Regions from separate parts of the Mus musculus genome. Here region 1 is linked to region 2. The links are chromatin contacts, called in public HiChIP or PLAC-seq maps. All regions are on one chromosome and are shown on one strand. The core of a region is the stretch at or near the end of the contact, and the rest is flanking DNA. Distances in the headings are between cores, read along the strand shown.

Region 1 (3,257 bases), core at 455-2,954, 450 kb after region 2:
AGAAAAATTCCAAATTTATAACAAAAACACCAAGACCCCAGAGACAAGGAGTAGGAAGAAACAGTCTCACAGGTGAAACAGACACATGGCAAAATATTTATCCTGGCTAGCGCAGAGCGATACAAAATAACAGAGCTTTGGCTACTATCACTCACCCACTAAAGATGTGGTTTAATTCTCTCATCAAACCGGCTCACTCATTCTTTGCTGGTATACTGTGACCTCTGCCCATCAAAACCTTTAATCCAATAGTGGCTACCTTGAAATTTTTATTCTAAGGAGTTAATTCAAGACAAATTATGTCATGGCGTATGACATACCTCCAAATCTATTACATCATTCATTAAGCATTCATTCTGTTAGGATGGGGAAGTGGGGTGGGGGGTGGGGGGTAGTAGGGTTAGGGGGTGTGCAACTGAAAAACTTTTAAAATGGAAATAGGAGTGCATCAAATGATCATTTCTTACGGTTTTTTAAAACTTTATTATATTCGCATATGTTACAACAAAGCAAGAGCAGGGTGCAGTCTGAAAGCGTTTATCCTGACCAGTTCTGTGACTGTCATACACGCTCTCCCCTTCCTGTTTAACAGCCTGAGTGTTTTAGGAATGGTTTGCATCCACGGGTCTCAGATATTACTAGGTCAAACTGCCTATCTTGGATACCGCCTACCCCAAATCCAACTTGATGCCTCACACAGACATCTTTTGTGGGTCCTTCCACCTGAATTAAGTCCTAAAATAGGTTGACAATGGAACTGAAAGGTTTTTTTGTTTGTTTTTGTTTTTGTTTTTTTAAGGTTCTGAGCCCTTTTCTGCACATTTAATTTGATCTGAGCCCTGAAACCTAACAACCTTTGAGAGGGTGGGCAGGACGAAAGGCCACAAAAACCACGTTGGTGGACCTGGGCCTGGGCCCTAGAACCAGCAGGAGTCACCCTTCAGGTCCTGTCTGTCGCACAGGACACAGGGCAAGGAACCCAGGGAGCCAAACCTTTGGGAATACTCATTTTAGGATGGCTAACTGTGAGTAGCCGCCCACGGGGGAGGGTGCCGACTGAGGAATGCTCTCCGGAAGTTTCCTCGGGTTGGGGAATCTTGAAGAGGGGTGACACCAGTATTCCTCGAGGGTGCTGGGGGAGGGGAGAGGGAGGGGGTGGGGGGCAAGTCTGGGCTTCAGTATTCCGGGTGCCACACGGTCCCGAGCCGACCAGGCCTCGGCGCCCCGCCCTTTCCCAGGACGCTGGCCGGCCCGGGGCGGGGAGCGGGCGGGCGAGCGGGCGCTTACAGGTCGGTGCCGAGCCGCGTGAAGCCGGTGTTGAGCGAGGCCCGGGCTATCGGGCGCCAGAGCAGGTCGCAGCTGGTGAAGCGCCGCAGCCAGCGGCAGACTTGGGCCAGGCGGCCGAGGGCCCGCGTGTCGAGGTAGGAGCAGATGAGCAGCAGCAGCTCCTCCGGCAGGCGCCAGAGCGCGGGCCCCGCGGCCGGACGGGTGGCCGGCTCCACGGCCGCCGCTGCGGCATCCTCCGCCGCGTCCTCCGCCATGGCCGTCCGGGTTCCCGGGATGCCGCCGCACGCCTGAGGTCCCTGCTCCTGTCCTCTCTCCAGGCTGTCGTCCTCCCGCCGCCCGGCCCCGACCCTCCGCTCCTCCTTCCCCGGCTCTGCGCTGCCCTCATCCCGCTTCCCGGAGCTTCTCGGCCTTTCCTCCTCGCCTCCCTCGCCTTCCTGTCCCCGGCCTGCCTCAGCCGCCGGCCCCGCTGCCTTCCTCTCCGGCTGCAGGCCCGGCTTTCCTTCCGCCCCGCTTCCTCTTCCGCCGTGCCCGGTACCTGCTTTCCCCTTCCCTTTCCCTTTCCCTTGCTTTCCCCGCGCGACCCTCGCCTCCTGCAGTTTCCTCGCCTCCCCGCCCTCGCCTTCCCTGGGCCCGCGGTTCCCGGGGGGACCCGAGCGGCCCTGGCTGCTCATGAGCGGCCGCGGGGCCGGCTCGACGCACAGCCGAAGACGCCACCGCCTCCTCGAGAGGAGGCGACACCACGTCGGACCGGGTCACATGGGGCGGCGCGGGCCCAAGCCGAGACCCGCCCCTCACGCCTGTATTTCGGGGTGCGAACCCCAACCTGGTCACTGACATCCCCATCTTCTGGAGCACCAGGAACATCTAGTTGAAGCGTGTGTCTTCAAGACCGGATGGAGAAAGCGAGCTTGATGGCTCTCGTCTGTGATCCCGGCATGAGGCTAAGGCAGGAGGATGGCCATGAGTTCAAGGCCGGCCTGGCCTACAGAGCAAGAGACTGTCCAAATTAAAAAGACAGAGACAGACAGACAGACAGATTGCTGAAAGGTTCACAGAAAACTCCCACCTACGTCACAAGAGGAGCCTGTGGCTTCAGGAACTATCAAAGTTGAGCCTCTGCCCTCAAGGGGCCTTTTGGTCCCATGAGGCTTCCTCTTCCCCAGGTTGATGCCTTCTTTCCACAAGCCACAAACCAGATTCTTAAAAAAATGCAAGCCAGACGTTAGAAAGTTCCATTGCCCTTGGTCTCACGAAGGATGTCAACCAAGGTCCTGTAGGTTGTCCCAGTATGATTCGACAACAATGAGGGAGGTAAAACCAACCTTCTAGATCCTGAGTCCGCAGCTCCCAAACGAAGCAGCACGTGGCCAAGCAGGGGTTTTTTAGTAGCCGTTACATAGGCAGAGCTGAATCTACAAGATTACTAGGGATCCGTTTCCCATACCACCCACTGGATCCACCTGAACCAATCTAAGCTTCAGAAGTACAGATCGATGCTGTCCCATTGGATCTGTGGGGCCACTTTAATCACATGTGGCTTCTTTCTGTGTGTGTGAAAGGCAGGGTCTCCAGGTCTGAGCGTGCTGTAAGCATAAGTGAGGTACACAGCTGATTTTGAAGAGCTAGACAGGAAAAAGAATGTGAGATGTCTTACATAATTCTAAACTACATGTTAATTATTAGTAGTCTGGACATACTGAACTGAATTCAGTATATTTCGTATAATTGTTAGAAATCTTTGTATTCCGTGTTATTTCTCTATTAGACAGCACTTAGGAAGTAAGACTTAGGAGAGCCAGGCGTGGTAGAACATGCTAATAGTCCCAGAGCTGAGGAGCCAGAGGCAGGCAGATCTCAGGCCAGCCAGGGCTACATACTGAGACCCTGTCTCCAAAAGGGGGGAAAAAGGCAAAATAAGTTTCCTTTTCTTGACTCTATATAAGAACCAAGGAGTGGTGGGACACACCTGT
Region 2 (3,280 bases), core at 643-3,142:
TTGTGGTGGGAAGTGAAGGGCAAGCCTGGTTGCCATGGTGCTGAGGTCAGGGGATAACATGTGAGGGTCCTGGGGATCCAACTCACCAGCCTGATTTTCTCACTTCTAAGGGTTTTAGAACAGCTACAGAAAGCAAAGCAATGCTTTGATTTTTGGTTTTATGGTTTTTTTTTTGTTTGTTTTTGTTTTTCTTTTCGAAGAGATTGAGGGAGATTTCAGCCAACCGGTGCAGGCCTTTATTTCCAGCACTTGGGAGGCAGAAGCAGGCAGATCTCTGAGTTCAAGCCAGCCTGGTCTACAAAGCATGTCTCAGGACAGTCAGGACGGTCTCACCCAGCATGGGCTCTGCCTTGGCTCCTTCTCTAGCACAGGCTGCAGGCCAGTGTTCTCCCCCCAACCCCCACTTCCTTCCTCCCTCGCCCTGGCCAACCGACCTCCAAACTCACCTTCTCAGAGGACATAACTTTTGTGACATTCTGGTGGCTTTCTGTCCCTGTCTTTTGAGATGCATCTCGAGATGATGTTCCCAGCTGCTCAGTGTCCTACCGTAGGGAGGGGGGGGGCACATGTGTGACGAGAGGGAGACTTCAGAGCAAAAACCCTAGTTTATGACTGCTGTGTTCCTGGCTCTGAGCCCCTAGAACAGCCTCCTACCCTGTGACTGGGAGTCTCTCCTGACCCGATTTCCTTTCCGTAGACACTCCTCTCTGGTTCTGCTTCTTGCAAGCCGCCGTTTCCCTCCTAACCCAGAGCTTATTTCCTTAATTAATGTATCTCACACTCCAAGAATGTCGGGGGTGGGGTCCCCGGGGCAGCGCCGGTCTTCCTTTCTGTTCTTCACCTACTACTGGAAAGCCCTCCCTCTCTGGCTTCAGGCCATCAGCTCGGCCCTGATAGTCCCTCAATGCTCACGTGTCTTCTTATCCACTTACCTCCTACCGGCTGTCCCTCGGCTCAGGATGGGGTTTGGGTTTCCCTTCCGCAGAGTAGGAAGATGTGGTGACCGTCTAAGCAGAGAAGCCTTGCGTTCCGCCTCTCCGCCCCATGACCCTGGTTGGCTGAAGTTGGCTTTTCTGTGCCTCTCTATCAGCATCTCCCCGACCCCCCAGGGTGACGAACTTACCCTTGTAGGCTAAACCCCCAGCCTCTGCTTTTCCTGACTGTCTTCGTGTTGAATCCTGCCTGCGGGAGACCCCTCCGGCTCCCCGACTGGGAGGTGTTCTATTACACAGCAAAGTGCGGTTTAAGTAGCTGTAAGGAAATGTGACAGAAAAGTCTGTCGGGGTTCAGTCAGACTTGCCAAAACTTGGTGTAACTTTTGGAAGTTGTCAGTGTGCCTCCTAAGGAAACCTGATCTGATGGAAGCCGGAGGAGTCGGGGACGGTCAGGTAAGAGGCCGGAAGCATTGTGGAGGAGGGGCAGACAGAGTTCAGCACCCACCCCCGCGTCATAGCCTAAGAAGACCCTGGGGGTTGGGAACCGGAGACTTCTTTCTCCGAGTGCTACCAGACAAAGGCAGACGAAGCAGTAGGATTCCTCCAAGTTTTACTCTGGGGGTCATGGGGCAGACCATGCTGGTGTGGGGTAGGCTTAGAAGTAAATTAAAGCTGGGCATGGTGGCGCACGCCTTTAATCCCAGCGCTCAGGAGGCAGAGGCAGGTGGATTTCTGAGTTCGAGGCCAGCCTGGTCTACAAAGTGAGTTCCAGGACAGCCAGGGCTATACAGAGAAACCCTGTCTCGAAAAACAACAACAACAACAAAACAAAACAAAAAGAAGTAAATTAAAATAAGACAAGATTCCCTCCCATGAGTCTTTTAGCCTGAGGTCAGGGACATCTAGACCCTGGAAGGAAAGGCCTTCCCTCTTAGAGACCAGAAGTTGGAAATTCCTGAAGAACAAAGACCAAAGCCTCTGCCAGGTGGGGCTCAGAATAGCTAACAAGTGTCCCAACAGAGAGCCTGACAGATAGTGACACCTTTAGTCACTCCACTCAGGAGGCAGAGGCAAGTGGATCTCTGTGAGTTCAAGGCCAGCCTAGATTGCAGAGTGAGTTTCAGGCCAGCCAGGACTACACAGAGTCACCCTGTCTCAGAAAAACAAAAACAAAAGAAACAAAAAGAGAACCTTAGCAGAGGCTAAAGATGTTCCTTGCTTGACTGGGAGAGTGCTGGCCTAGCTGTGTGAAGCCTGGACTCCCAGGTTCGGTGCCCAGCATTAATAAACTGCGTGTGTGGTGACGCGTATTTGTAAGCCCGACACTTGGAGGTATAGGTGGAAGGACCAGAATTTCAAGGTGTCTTCCTTGGCTACACAGCCAGCTTGAGATCAGCCTGGAAAACATTAGACCCTGCCTCAAACAAAACACTCAACAGGCTCAAACCGGAAGTGTCGAAACCGATCTTCCCAGGTTACACAGACTTTCTGAGAATCTCCCAGCTTCCGTCCTGGCCCAGTCAGGGCTCGGTCTGCCTTCCTTCCATGGGCAGTGTACCCGCCCGGGTGTGCCAGCCTTACCCAAGCCAGCCTCCAGCCCTGACATGATCTCTCTGGTCTCAGCAAGCCGAGCTACCCGAGGCTTCAATTAGGCGCCACTTCAAAAGCTTTCTGAAGCAGGTGAGAGATAATATGTAAACAAGAGCCTCCATGAGTCATTGGCCCTTCCTATCCACCCGGTGGCTCCTCTGCCAGTCTCTGAAGAACCAGCCTGGGTTGTCTCCCAGAGCAGATGCTATCCTGGGGCCAAGGCCTGTCCAGGCTCCTCTGCCACCACTACTGCCTGCATCTTCTTCAGCATACGCCCAATGTCAACCAAGCCCTGACTCACACGTGTAACTCTTAACCCTCCAGCCAACCTCAGGAGTCCGGCTGAGCTTATCTTAATCTGGCACACTTCTTCCCCAGCTCTTCCTGTACCTTCTAGAACCTCCACCTGTGCACAGACACACCACACACCACAGACACACACCACACACATACACACACATAGACACACATCCACTGCACACCACACACACTACAGATTCTGAGGCTTGAAATTTCTCACTGGGTAAAGAACTGACTGCCCAGGCGAGTCAATGGTGCTCAGATTCCCAGCGCCCATGTAAATGCCGAGTGGGTGCAGTGCTCTGCCCATGACCCCACACTCAGAAGGTGGAAATCAAGAACCTCTGAAGCAAGCTGACTAGGTAGAGCATCCCAGTGGTCAAGCTCTGGGTTCACCTAGGTGACCCTGCTTCAATCTATAAGGTGGAGGGCAGTGGAGGAAGATACCTAACATC

What was found. HiChIP or PLAC-seq counts read pairs in DNA pulled down with a chosen protein or histone mark.
Region 1: a contact with region 2 is called in an H3K27ac HiChIP or PLAC-seq map of acute myeloid leukemia, with 3 times the contacts expected there. The contact joins the promoter of Fbxw4 here to the enhancer-like site in region 2. A contact is called at or near these places in 14 of 39 promoter capture datasets (the 3T3-L1 cell line, the C10 cell line, HPC-7-derived erythroid cells and 9 more), 4 of 15 datasets of contacts at CTCF or cohesin (the NIH/3T3 cell line, large pre-B cells, pro-B cells and 1 more), 15 of 484 Hi-C or Micro-C datasets (B cells, adipose-derived mesenchymal stem cells, cardiomyocytes and 5 more), 15 of 115 datasets of contacts at active chromatin or transcription factors (acute myeloid leukemia, astrocytes, bone marrow-derived macrophages and 10 more) and 2 of 9 other capture datasets (embryonic stem cells and macrophages).

The regions. Positions count from the first base shown.
Region 1 is chr19:45,658,489-45,661,745 of GRCm38.p6, forward strand. Fbxw4 (F-box and WD-40 domain protein 4) reads right to left here and starts at 1,705. Exons shown (of 9, transcript NM_013907.2): 1 at 1,288-1,705. The coding sequence starts at 1,541.
Region 2 is chr19:45,207,464-45,210,743 of GRCm38.p6, forward strand. No RefSeq gene overlaps it. Among named protein-coding and RNA genes, the nearest start is that of Lbx1, 28 kb to the right of the region's middle. Within about 2 kb of position 1,893, at least 80 of the 459 cell types and tissues checked have an H3K27ac peak or open chromatin away from gene starts, as enhancers often do. A contact at or near this core is called in acute myeloid leukemia, craniofacial prominence, embryonic stem cells and 1 more, where this site is marked.